Regions from separate parts of the Mus musculus genome. Here region 2 is linked to region 1. A link is a contact called in public HiCAR-type data. All regions are on one chromosome and are shown on one strand. The core of a region is the stretch at or near the end of the contact, and the rest is flanking DNA. Distances in the headings are between cores, read along the strand shown.

Evidence for each region. HiCAR-type assays count read pairs that join an accessible place to other places.
Region 2: a HiCAR-type map of astrocytes shows a contact between it and region 1, with 5 times the contacts expected there. The contact joins the promoter of Fam13a here to the promoter of Nt5c3 in region 1. A contact is called at or near these places in 2 of 39 promoter capture datasets (hippocampal neurons and liver) and 1 of 115 datasets of contacts at active chromatin or transcription factors (astrocytes).

Annotation. Positions count from the first base shown.
Region 1 is chr6:56,919,404-56,925,284 of GRCm38.p6, forward strand. It overlaps Nt5c3 (5'-nucleotidase, cytosolic III), which reads right to left and starts at 4,529. Exons shown (of 9, transcript NM_026004.3): 1 at 4,269-4,529. The coding sequence starts at 4,406. It also overlaps a transcript of Vmn1r4 not described here.
Region 2 is chr6:59,023,086-59,029,234 of GRCm38.p6, forward strand. It overlaps Fam13a (family with sequence similarity 13, member A), which reads right to left and starts at 1,417. Exons shown (of 18, transcript NM_153574.2): 1 at 1,227-1,417. The coding sequence starts at 1,255. It overlaps Gm52905 (a long non-coding RNA gene), which reads left to right. Exons shown (of 2, transcript XR_003956447.1): 2 at 1-1,825.

The DNA.
Region 1 (5,881 bases), core at 3,279-5,778:
TTGAAAATGTTTTTTTTCACAGAGATATATGATATAGTGGCACCTGAACTCTTTTCAAATTGTTTGTGTGTCAAGCAACAGGAAATAACTCACCTTATCTCAATGACTCAACACTGTTGCAAGAAACAACTCTGATAATGGAGAAATTCACAACGAATCCGGAAATCTGGGCATGATAGAGCAATCTTGTAATTCTGGAGGCTGAGGCTGGAGGACTCTCGAGTTCCTGGCCAGCCTGAGCTCCATAACGAGAAAGTCCCTGTTTCCATAAAGTCAACAAATCTAAGGACCACTGAAACCGATATAATTTTAAACTGCCTCAAAATTGAATTGTTACAACATTTTAATTACATCTATTATTTGATTTTGTTTTGGGGAGGAGGGTGCCAGGGCTGAGCATGTGGAGATCACAGATAACCTGCAAGTTGGTGTTGTCTCCCCACCACACACGTGCTCTGGATATCAAATCCAGGTTGGCAGGCCTCACACCTGGCACCTCTACTCACTGGGATATCTTGCTGACCTTTCATTTGATTTTTAAGAATCAGGTAACCTCCCTCTGCCTAAAACAAAACAAAACAAAACAAAACAAAAACCTCAACCCACCACTACCACCACTGAAAAACCTCAACCCCTTTTAGATCACTAGTAGTACAGTTCTAAAGAGAGGCTTTAGGCAGGATGTGACACATGAGCTGTGATCTGTACAACCTCTGTGCCAGGTAATACTGCACACACTAAGTCCTAGCTAACTGAGAAGATAGGGTTGGAGGGTCAGTTCAGTCCAGGGGGCTGAGCCTGGTATAAGCAATAGAACAAGATCCTGTTGCAAACCAAAACAATCCAAACACGGAGTCTAGCCTTGCTCACTCTTGACACAGCATGTCCTGGGCAGCCAGGATTTTATTTTCAGCTGGAAAACATTTATGAACTCAATGAGAATGTGGAAAAGACATAGACCCAATCAACAGAGCTCTCTGGTCAGATGGGATCAATATTAGCAACAGATAAAGTAGTACTGAACTATGACTCCAAATAAATATCTATGAGCCCGTACTGATATGTAAATAAGGGAGGATAGACAAGCTTCCAGAACAGAATAATCCCAAACAGTTCTTGTAGTCACTTTAACCACAAGCACTGAACTGTAACTCCGTACTGTAAAGGCAAACTTCTTCCGCTAACTTCATTCCAAAGGGCACAGGATGGAGGAGGAGACAGAAAATAACTGACCGTGGAGAATGCTGACAAATATTCTTCAAGCAGAGCTTACAAATTAGAGGTTAGGATGACAGCGTGCACCCTTGCTGTGTGATGAAAGTAACACTTCACACTAGTCATCCTCCGAGAAACTCTAGACGATCGTGAGAAAAGCTCCTGATAAACGCAACCAAGGCCATTCTACAAAATACCAAAACTTCAAACAAGTGAAGTTTGAGAACATGCCCAGTGAAGACAAGATAAGGAGGCTGGGGTGTGAGTCTCGGGTAGAACACTTGTGAAGAGGCCCTGGGTTTAATCTCTGGACCAGAGTGGGGTAAGATAAGGAGCTGCACAGTACTCAGAAGTACTGTGAAGGCCACAACAAGGAGCCAGGATGACTAAGTGTGTTGTGATACCCAAGAGAAACTCCTGGGACATAAGTAAACGTGAAGGAAATCTGAAAAGGGTGGCAGTGCATTTAATAATGTATCAATACAAATGAGTCACACAAGATATTAATGACAAGGGAAACTGGTGTGTGATATATGAGAGCACTCGTTCATACTACGGTAAATCCATATTGTTCTAAAATAAAACTCTTAGAGAAAGGGTTTGATTATGACAAATTAATCAGTAATCTTAAGAGACTGTAGATGCGATAAAGAGAAATCTGGAGCTGATTGTGGTGGCACATGGCTGCCATCCTAACACAGGAAGGATGGCGAATTCAAGGCATGGACACAGGATTCAGAAAGATGTAGCTATTCCTGGATACTTTGTGGGCTCTTCTCTTTTTCACCCTTCTCCATCCTTTTTCTTCTACCCTTACTCCCTAACATCAGATAAGAGAGAAAAAAAGGATAGAGAGGAAAGGAAAGAGATCCCAGAATGAAGTCAGGGGCCAGAAGGGGGACAAGTTATCCTTAGACTGCATCCTGTTGATTAGGGGTGTTGAGTTCCTAGGGGCAAGTTTGATCTTCACCATCAGGATATCTAATTTCTTCTTCTCGCCAAATATTTAACAAACAGCGACCCACAGCAACCAACAGCCAATCAACAACAACCTAACAACAACCCACCCTGCCTCTCTGGGCCTTCACATTTATATACCCTCTGAAAAGTCCCCAGAATTCCAGAAGTCACTCCATCACAGAAACAATCTGCAGCTGAAAAAAGCGCACCCCTACTAGAGCCTGCGGCAAACCACAGTCAGCTGCCGTGGACACTCTGAACCAGACCCATAGCTCACACTTGGGTTTACAATGAAAACATATTTTTATAGTATTTCTATGTTTTTTAAAGAAGCCAGAACTCCAGATTTCTCACTACAGAAAGACCTTGCCTTAAAAGGGGATGGGCTAGGAGGGCACTGACGAAGCAGGTATGGTTGTCTAGCAGGTGTAAAGCCCTGGGGTCTATACCAGTATAGACCATGTGTGTAAGTACGGGTAGACGTTAAAACAGATTCAGGGAGTACACACCAGGATAATTAAATTGTAAAGTGCCAGCCAACTTCACTAAATGGCTTGTCTTATCTCTCTGAATACTTCTAGTGTACCTTTTGATTGGTTTTCTCTGGGAATCTAGTTTGCCACATTACTGGACATTTCCACTATGGCATGCATAGCTCACTAGCAAATCCCTAATGCCTTTCAATTAAAAATGTCCTGATGGCCAGGGTAACTCAGGAATGTAATCTTGCACTGAGATGGCTGAGGCAAGAGAAACACCATCACCCAGAACGCAACTGGTGTCATTTTTTCCTAGCCTACCTTGGTTAGGTAGTTATATACCATCTGTGATCAGAACAGCAATGTTCAGTGGGTATCCTTGGGTTTGTACACATTCTATGAAGGAAGAGGGTGGAGACAGGTACAGAGGACTCCCCAAACATGACTTATAAAGAGAGAGAACAAGGGCCGGAATATATATTTCAGGTCATCCAAATATTTCTCCCATCTAAAGGAACAATCAGCTAAAACTATAAAAGTAAAAATATTAAACTCTTTTACATCTTCTACTGAAAAACTATTAGGGGGTCTGACGCATAGTTTAAAACAATGCATATAAAGACTGACTTGTACAGTACAAACAAAAAATATTTGGCATTATTGGTCCCTTAGTACTTTATACAATGAAAGTAAAACTCTTCCTTAAGATTTCGTGGAAAAATCAGCCCACTGTTTAAGTACATAGAGAAAGACAGCGAAATCAGCTTTTTCCCACTGATGGAAAATTATAAAATTTGAGTATGGAACAAAATAAAGCCATGTAAATTCGCTAGACAGGGAGGGAGGCAAAACTTCTCACACAAAATGTTTGCAACCAGAGGTATATAAAGAAAATAACCCAGGAATAAAGGAATTCACTTAAAATATTAGTTTCAATAGAAATAGTTTCTCAACTTTATATTTTAGTTCTGGATGCTCACTTGTACTCCAGTAAGTAAGTCACACTCACCATGCATGCTCAAGTCAGATGGAACAACAGTAACATCAAAACAACCCTAAATGAAACAGACATTCTGGGATCAACAAATCGCCTTAAAACAAACCTCAAATGGAATTCTTGAGACAAACAATTTAAACGAGACTGCAATTAACTCTTAAAAGTACATTTCTAGGATTTAGGAAAGAGTTTTGGGGGACTGACACATGAATACTTCTTGGAACATAAAACAAGGAAGAACATTCAAATAATCGAGCTGTTTCAATATTGGCATTTCTAAAAAAACACTGAAAATGCTCTTTTCATAACGTAAGCCAAGGCAGCCCCGATGATGTAAAACAAACAAACAAACCAACCAACCAACCAACCAACCAACCGACTCCTGGACAAGAGACTATCGGATTAGCTGCACGTCTTGGAGGCGGTTGCCAACTGGAGATTAGCTCTGGAGAAACGGGTTTTGCAGCAAGAGGTAGTTATCTCCGAGCATCTATTCTCTCCACTCTTTGAAACAAACGCTGTCAAGCATCAGCACGCGTGCAGGCTGCCCTCGCAGGGCCGCGGCCGGCCCACGCCACTTGGGCTGCTCGCGCGCGAGCCGATGCTCCCGCACTCACCATTTCGATGATCTTGGTCTTGCGGCCCGTTTTTCTCTTCAAGGTGAATATGTACTGGGCCAGCACCACGCCTGCTACCACCGCGCACACACTGGCGCTCGCCACCGCGCCCACTCGCGCCACGGCCGCGCGGTCCATTGACAGGCCCGCGTGCTCTCGGCGCGGAAGCCCGGGATCCGCGGGTACGAGCCCAGGGGCGCGGCCGCAAGCCGCACACTTCCCCGGAGCCCCGCCCCGCGCGGGGGAAACCGAGGAGGCCCCGCCCAGAAGAGGTGAGGGGCGGGGACGACGGGGCGGAGACTAAGAGGTCCGCGTCCGGAATCCCGCCCTTATAGTGGGGGCGGGACTTCCTCTGACCCTGACTTCAGGAAACGCCGCAAGGACCCGGAAGGAAACAACTGTAATTAGCTACTAAATGCAAGTAGTGCATCTGTAACCCAGAATCCTGGTGACCCGGATGCTATGCTGTGCCTATAGTCCACAGTAAGATCGCACCAGAAACATCGAGAAAACAAAGTCTTGCCCCAGTGTGAGAAAATTCACCCGCCACCCACTCAGAAACTGTGCCTCGTCCTAGCCTTCATGGACTACGACACCCAGCAGGCTCAGCGGCGCTGCGTCTGACCTGCGCAGTAGCATCCTGGGTTGGAAGGCCTAGATATAGTCGTTTTTGGGAGATCTGTCAGCTGTTGGGCTTTTCAGTCACAGTCTACCTACAACTTTAGCTTACTTTCCTTAGGAGCGTGTGCAGAGAAACTTAACGTTGTTCTCTCTTGCTTAGTATATTTCAAGGGATTCATGTAGTTTACTCTGCTTCTCGCTGAGTGGGTGGGGTGTGATGAGGTGCAAGAGAGAATCTCAGGAGAGTCGCCCCCGATTCTGTGAGGTTTGGGCTGCTGCTTGGCGAGACTGTCTCTCTCTGCCTGATATATGCAACCGAAGGAAGTTAAGAATGAAAAGCCGTGGGAGAGAAAGAATTATTTTTCTGTTTTAGGTTTTTATTAGCTGGTCTAAAGCAAATTGACATAGACATTATCTTGAGTAGAACAATTCATTGTGCAAACAGAAGTTCCACAGAAATATGAGACTCAAGCTGGTCATGATGGAGCATGCTTCTGATTCCTGCATGTAGGATCCTCAGGCAGGAGGATTGCTCGGAGTACAGTGGCTGATTAACCAGGGCCATGGGTCAAAGCCTTAACGAAATGGCCAAAAATTGAGGCTGAAATATACCACCTAAATTACTGAAAGGAATATGTATTATATTTGACATTCTTGAGCAAGTTGGAGTCTGCAGGAGGGGAAATGTATGGTGACTAAAGGTTGCCTTGTGCAGATGAAAATCTTTCCAGGGGATAAAGGTGTGAGCTCAGCGATAGGGTGCCTATTACCAACCCTCAAGTTCAACAATTCTGTTTGGAGAAGCTCTTGACCTGATACATTTACTAATGACAATCTCAACAATCTCTGTCTCTGTCTCTCTCTGTTTCTGTCTCTCTCTCTCTGTTTAAATGTGTATTTCTTCTACACTAGAGATGTTTAAAATTATAAGGAATTTGTATTAATTTTCTGTGGCTGTGATAAAACACCATGACCAAGACCCCTTATAGAAG
Region 2 (6,149 bases), core at 167-2,666, 2.1 Mb after region 1:
AAAGTGTACATTAGTTTTGTTCTCTTAGAAATTTCAAGCATGGGGACTTTTCCACCAAATCAATGTAGAATTATAGATTACTCTACACAGCACTTTCTTCTACATTAAGTATCAATTCTCTGATAAGGTACTCTGAACACCACATCAAGTTCCTATTACAGTGGACATGTCAGGACAGCAAAAGAAAAACAACCACACTGGCTCTCACCACAGCCAGCCTGAAGGAATCTCTTTACCAAAAATGATACACTTTTAAAATCATATTTCTGTTGCTAAAGCACAAACAAAATATACATGGGATTGTTTCTTTTCAGTAAATTCATTTCATCTAAGTATTTTCAATAAATTGCCATTACTGTCTGATTTTTGACAATACCATTTTCCATAGAAAACTGTAAATGAAACATATATATGAAGTCAAATGTCACTATCACTAAGTAATTGCAATTCAGATGTAACCATATGATTAGCACAAGTCAGTTTTTAAACTATGAACTGTGACCTTGGGCGGCTCAGACTTTCTGTGGGGACAGGACTCAGTGATTTCTGTAGTGGCTTTAACACACAGCACTCAGCACTCGGGTCTACTTCACCAGCAGTGTGCTTCCTAACAGCCAGGGCTATGTACAGTTAGTTACCTTTATTTATTTCTATAGGACTCAGAGAGACACCCCACCCCCTGCCCCCATCACAGTCCTCAAAAGCAAAGCCAGAACCCTGTGCTCTATCACTCTTACACAGCATTTTTTTTTTCCTTTTTGGTTTTTGTTTTTGTTTTGTTATTTTTTTCCAAGCGTCATTTGGGTAACCAATCTACCTAGAATTATTCAAGGAAAAACATTGTTCTCAACCTTTATTCCGATAACTACAATATACTTGAAGAAAGTCCTTGCCTAGAGAGCAGAGAATCAGATCCATCTATGAGCTCTAACAGCCTGGAGACCCAGGAAGCCCATTCAGTTTGCTTTGCTTCGGTTTGCAGAGGTATTGTCTTAAATACACTTCCCTTAAAAGAAGGTATAGCTGAACCCAATAATCATGAGCAACTACACAAAAGTGTCAGTGAAAGAGAAGTGCGCTATTTAAATGTTTCTATCTGGTCTGAGGAAAGAGCACTGTGCAGAACAGACTGCAAGGTTTGCAGCCTGTTACTAATGATGCCGAGAGCACTGGCCAAGTACGCTGCCCAGAAAATACCAAACAGCATAAGAAGCAGAGAACACTACCTTCGCAGCGGCATGATTTCACAAGCCATCCTCGTGTGCGAATCTGCACGGGATCCCCGAGTGCCTTCCAGTCAAGCCCTGTGTGCAGGACCCGCGGAACACACAACCTGCTGCAGCTGACACTGCCTCTCCACCTCCAGCTGCAGGCAAGGATATTTATCGGCTGCCTCCACATTTACACTGCAGTCCACTTTGACCTTTTGTTCCAGCGAAGCAGCTGAAACCCAGAGCCAATCAGAGGCGGAGCAGTGGAGTGTGAAAGGCTGCTCCTCCTCCTGATCCTCCTCCCGCTTCTCCCGCTCCTCCTTCTGTCCCCACCCCACTTTGCTCTGCTCGCTGCTTAGTGGGCTTGGCAAGCCCCAGCAACCTGAAACTTTCCTCTGAGAGGTTCCAGACAAGTCTGTCAGTCTGTGAAGAGCAACCAATAACTGCAGAGGAGCCCAATCCTGCATGGCTCAAAGTGCAAGAAAAGCCAGCAAGGAAATGCAGTGTCAAGGACAGACAGCGTCCCTTAAGGTCCCGTTTCTTTGAGGCCCAAGTTGGACTGCACCTTGTTTTTTTCTAAAATAAATAAACAAATAAAAACTACCCAAACAGTAGCCAGAGAAAGCTTTTCCAGATTGTTCTAGGCTTTTCCTGACGAAATACCTGAACCCTTGCCCTACCCACAGTTTCTTCCCCAGATACTTATTTACACTAGGTTGTGAGCAGTTCCTGGTGACATCACTCAAGGGGAAGAGGACAAGGTGCCCTAACTGGATTCAGGTCTTCAGGAGATCAAAACATCTACTGGTGTGGCCCTTCTGTTTGTTGTTTTTACATTCTACCCAAAATGTCAACTGCACTTGGAAGAGATTTGTTTCTTATTATATATTCTTATATTTTACAAAACCAATTTTTCCAATAAGATTTTCTAAGTGCTTGTAAATGATCTTTTATTATTTTGTATCTCACATATGTGTGTGTGTGTGTGTGTGTGTGTGTGTGTGTGTTTGCCTGCATCTGCATGGCATGTGTGACTGTTGCCTAAGGGGGCCAGAAGAGGGCATTGAATCCTCTGGAACTAGAGTTACAGATGGCTAAGTGGCCATGCTGGGAACCAAACCTGGGTCCTCCAGAAGAGCAGCCAGTTCTCCAGCCCCTGTAATTTCTTCAGGGCCACTCACTATTTCTAGGGAAGTAATTGTAGTTCACAGGCTTCATACAATGCAAGAAACACATCTTGTACAATTTATTTCATATTATGCAAATTTAATAAGTTCTAACACAGCCTACTTTCGCATTAACCTGATACAAGCTAGAGTTACATAGAAGGAAAGAATCTCAATTGAGAATAGCTTTTAAGACCTTTTTCTTAATTAGTAACTGGACGGGGAGGGCCATTGTGGATGGTGCCACCCTGGGCTGGTGGTCCTGTGTTCTATAACAAATCGAGGTAAGCATGTCACGATGAGCAGGCCAGTAAGCAGCATTGGTCCACAGGTTCTGCATCAGCTCCTGCTTCTAGGTTCCTGCCCTCTTGGAGTTCCTGTCCTGGCTTTTTTAAATCATGAATTTAATGTGCAAGTGTGAGCCAAATAGTGTGTGAGGGCGCGCATGAGCGTGCGCGCGCACACACACACACACACACACACACACACACACACATTTGCTTTCTGGTCATGATGTTTTCATTGCAGTAATAGAAACCCTAACTAAGACATATTGCAAATTAAAATTACCTGTGCTTATAGAAAACATTTACATTTTAGTAAGAGTTTTGATAGTTTATTAAAATAACCTTGGCATGAAGGAATACCTTCTGCAAATAAAAGGCAGAGACACCCACACACAAACACACACACATACAGAGAGAGAGAGTCAAAAATCCTTACGTGTTCACCTTGTAACTATGAACTTTGATCTTAGATTAGAGAGGACATACATTTCCCCCATTTTAACTAGGATAGATTAGTGTAAAGCCTATGACTAGAAAAGCCATTTTCTTTTCCTCTAGTCATACCTTGAAATCTATTAAGGGTTTCTGGTGGGACTAATAAAAAGCATGCCTGATTCTTTTCATTCTCAAAGGCTTAGAGGACTAATCATTTTGCTGCTGTTGTTGTTGTTATTTTATAGTTTCATTGTCAAGAAAAGTGACCTACCCTAGCTGTGTTTTGGTTTTGAATGCATGTATGTAGGTAAACAGAAGCACCAGATGCCCAGCAAAACATTCTTAAAGCTACATCTACAGCCACCCCTAGACATCAGCTAAGGAATCCCAGTCAGAACTATAACACTAGAGTCACTGGTTGAAGATTTCTAGGCAGAACACCCTCTCTGTTCTCTCCACAGATGAGCATCTCATTAGCTGCCTTTACTATTCACATCTCTATGTCACGACATAAGTAACAGCATCCCGTGTTGGAAATAATTTACCCTAAGGACACAATGACTTGACCCTTGAGCTGTGTTGTTTTCTTCTTTTCCTTGTCACAGAGTCAGGGGCCAGTGTGACCCAGGCAGGGGTTTGGGAAGACATTGAGATAAACATGCTTGAATCTGAAATGGGAGCTCCAAGTCCTTTCTTCTAGGCAAGCTTCTCAGTGAGTTTAACCAGCACAGGATACTGTGCCAATGTGGCATACATACAAAAGGCATTTTCTGCTCTGTGAAACTGAACTTACTTGTTATATTGGACAGAAAATTTGCTGCTGGATCTTACCACAATTTGGTTGGAGCAAATGTACCTGTACTCCTTATCAACCTGCATAGAAGTTGTCCAAATGAATCATATCTGCTGGGTCACTCTTTGGGAACAGGAATTGACAAGCCTCAGAAGGTGATGACTTCAGCTGTTGTTTTCTTTTTAATGCATCTCTCCTACTGTAACTGAGAGGCAAAAGCAACAGCAAGAGTACCCATGTAACAGTGCCATGGGGCTAAAACGAGACCAGATAAGTATAAAGCAATGCAATTTTGGGGTATGGGAATGGAGAACATTCTATATCAGAGGAAAATGAACCTAGACATGCCAGGCAAAGAAAGCAAGCACTAAAGCACAGCAGAGCCTACATTGCCATTATCCATTCTCCTATGTCTCCAGGCAGGCCAATCCAGCAATAGCTGAATTCCCACTAACAGTAGACTGTCTAGAACCTGGCAATTTATCCCTTGAATTTCTGTTGGGTTCTGTGCTTTACTGATATTCTACCCTAGACCACCAAATGAAGTGAAAATTTCTGGTTTCTTTGGATAAGCAGTTATGTCATGCGATGTCTTCCTGGAAGCTGTCTTTTGAGTATGGTTTGCTGAGGCAGACACTTGAGAGGACGCACAGTGTTTGAGTATAAGTAGAACCTGACAGACAGTGCATTGGTTCACCTTTCAATGTTTCTCAGGTCTTCATTGATGATGCTCTTGTATTGGTACTCTTTGCAATGCTTTGCTGGTCTTTGCTGATCTTTACTTGTTGTGACTTTGTAGAGAATGACACACCAAAGAACTGCTCAAGGCATTTTGGCTGATTTTTGCTGCTTTTGTGGACTTCTGTGCCAATTTTGTGGCAGTTCGAGATTTCTTCTGGATAAAGTCACTGTTACTGATTTGTGTTTGGTGTTTGGTGGTTGAACTGGACTGTCACTATTGACTCATGTTTGAAATTGTCCCAAAGAGCTACTTCTAGATCGGTCCACAAGCCCCTTTGCCCTACTAACCATCTCTCTCCCCTATCTTTTGTTGGTAGGCTAGAAGGGAAGTTGAAACATTTAAGAATCTTAAATAAAATAGGCTTAGAAAAATCTAAGCCTATAAGGGAAGATTTCAGAGATAGATCCTTTTGTAGGAAGCCAGTGCTAGAGGCTTGCGACTGGAAACACTCTTAGATCTCTTCTAGAAACCAGCAAATATAACATGTAAAATAACGTATTACAACTAAAACAAAACAAAACAAAACATAAAAAAATAAAATAAATCACCTGGGAGATCTGATCCTTAGTCTAATATGAAAAGACGTGCAGTGATCTCCAGAGGGCTCAGTGAGATCAGAAAGTTTTATAGGTTATGCCATGTGGTTACATTAACCGAGATGGCAGTGATGTCACCAGCATTGCCCTCTTTATGATTAATTAGCAGGATGCTGACCAAATCATATAGTTGCTTGCATCCTAATGAGGTCACCAGCAAGGAAGGTGATAAACCTGATAAACCCTATGGTTGCTTTCTGGTCATGGTGAGCCCATCTCATTATTATGGACAGTTACATCCTTTTCTTTAAAAAAAAAAAGACACTTTCATTCTGTTAACAAGGATATAGAAAGAGACAGTAGCCATCCCCCCTCAAACAAAAACAAAGAAACAAAGAAACACCCCCCCCCCCAATAACATAAAAAAACTCGAGGAAAAATATTCCATGGTCACAGCTGCAGGGAACACATTCTACATGTAGCTAGAGTGAATTTGAGGCTCTCAGATAGCATCTAGAGAGATGGAGAGAGGTTTATCCATCATCCAATTTTAGTTCAAAACATCAGTGAGTTTGTCTCTCAGGGTGGCTAAAGGGACAAGAGAAAGATGGGGGTGGGGGGAAGCTAGAGCTTTGGAAAATGCAAGGATTTGTCTGTAACTTCCCCAACCTGCTTAAAATGTCCCTCTTTTGGTGTCTGGATTGGATTTCACCATAAGCAGAGTGAGGTAATCTCACTGTGGAGCCAGGCCCTATGTTAATGGTGCATTTCAGTATCTGCTCACAGATCTGTTAGTCATCAACAGTTTAACTTGCTTCCTAGGACACGTAGACATTAGGGTTAGGTGTCCATTCTAGGATGCAGGAAGTGTGCTGCGGGTAGCTTCAACAGTCATGCTTCCCTATCCTTTCAGGGTTGGGCCTGGTTTATTGTACTTATCACTATAAGTGAGTACTCAGAACAAAGCCCAAGTGATGTC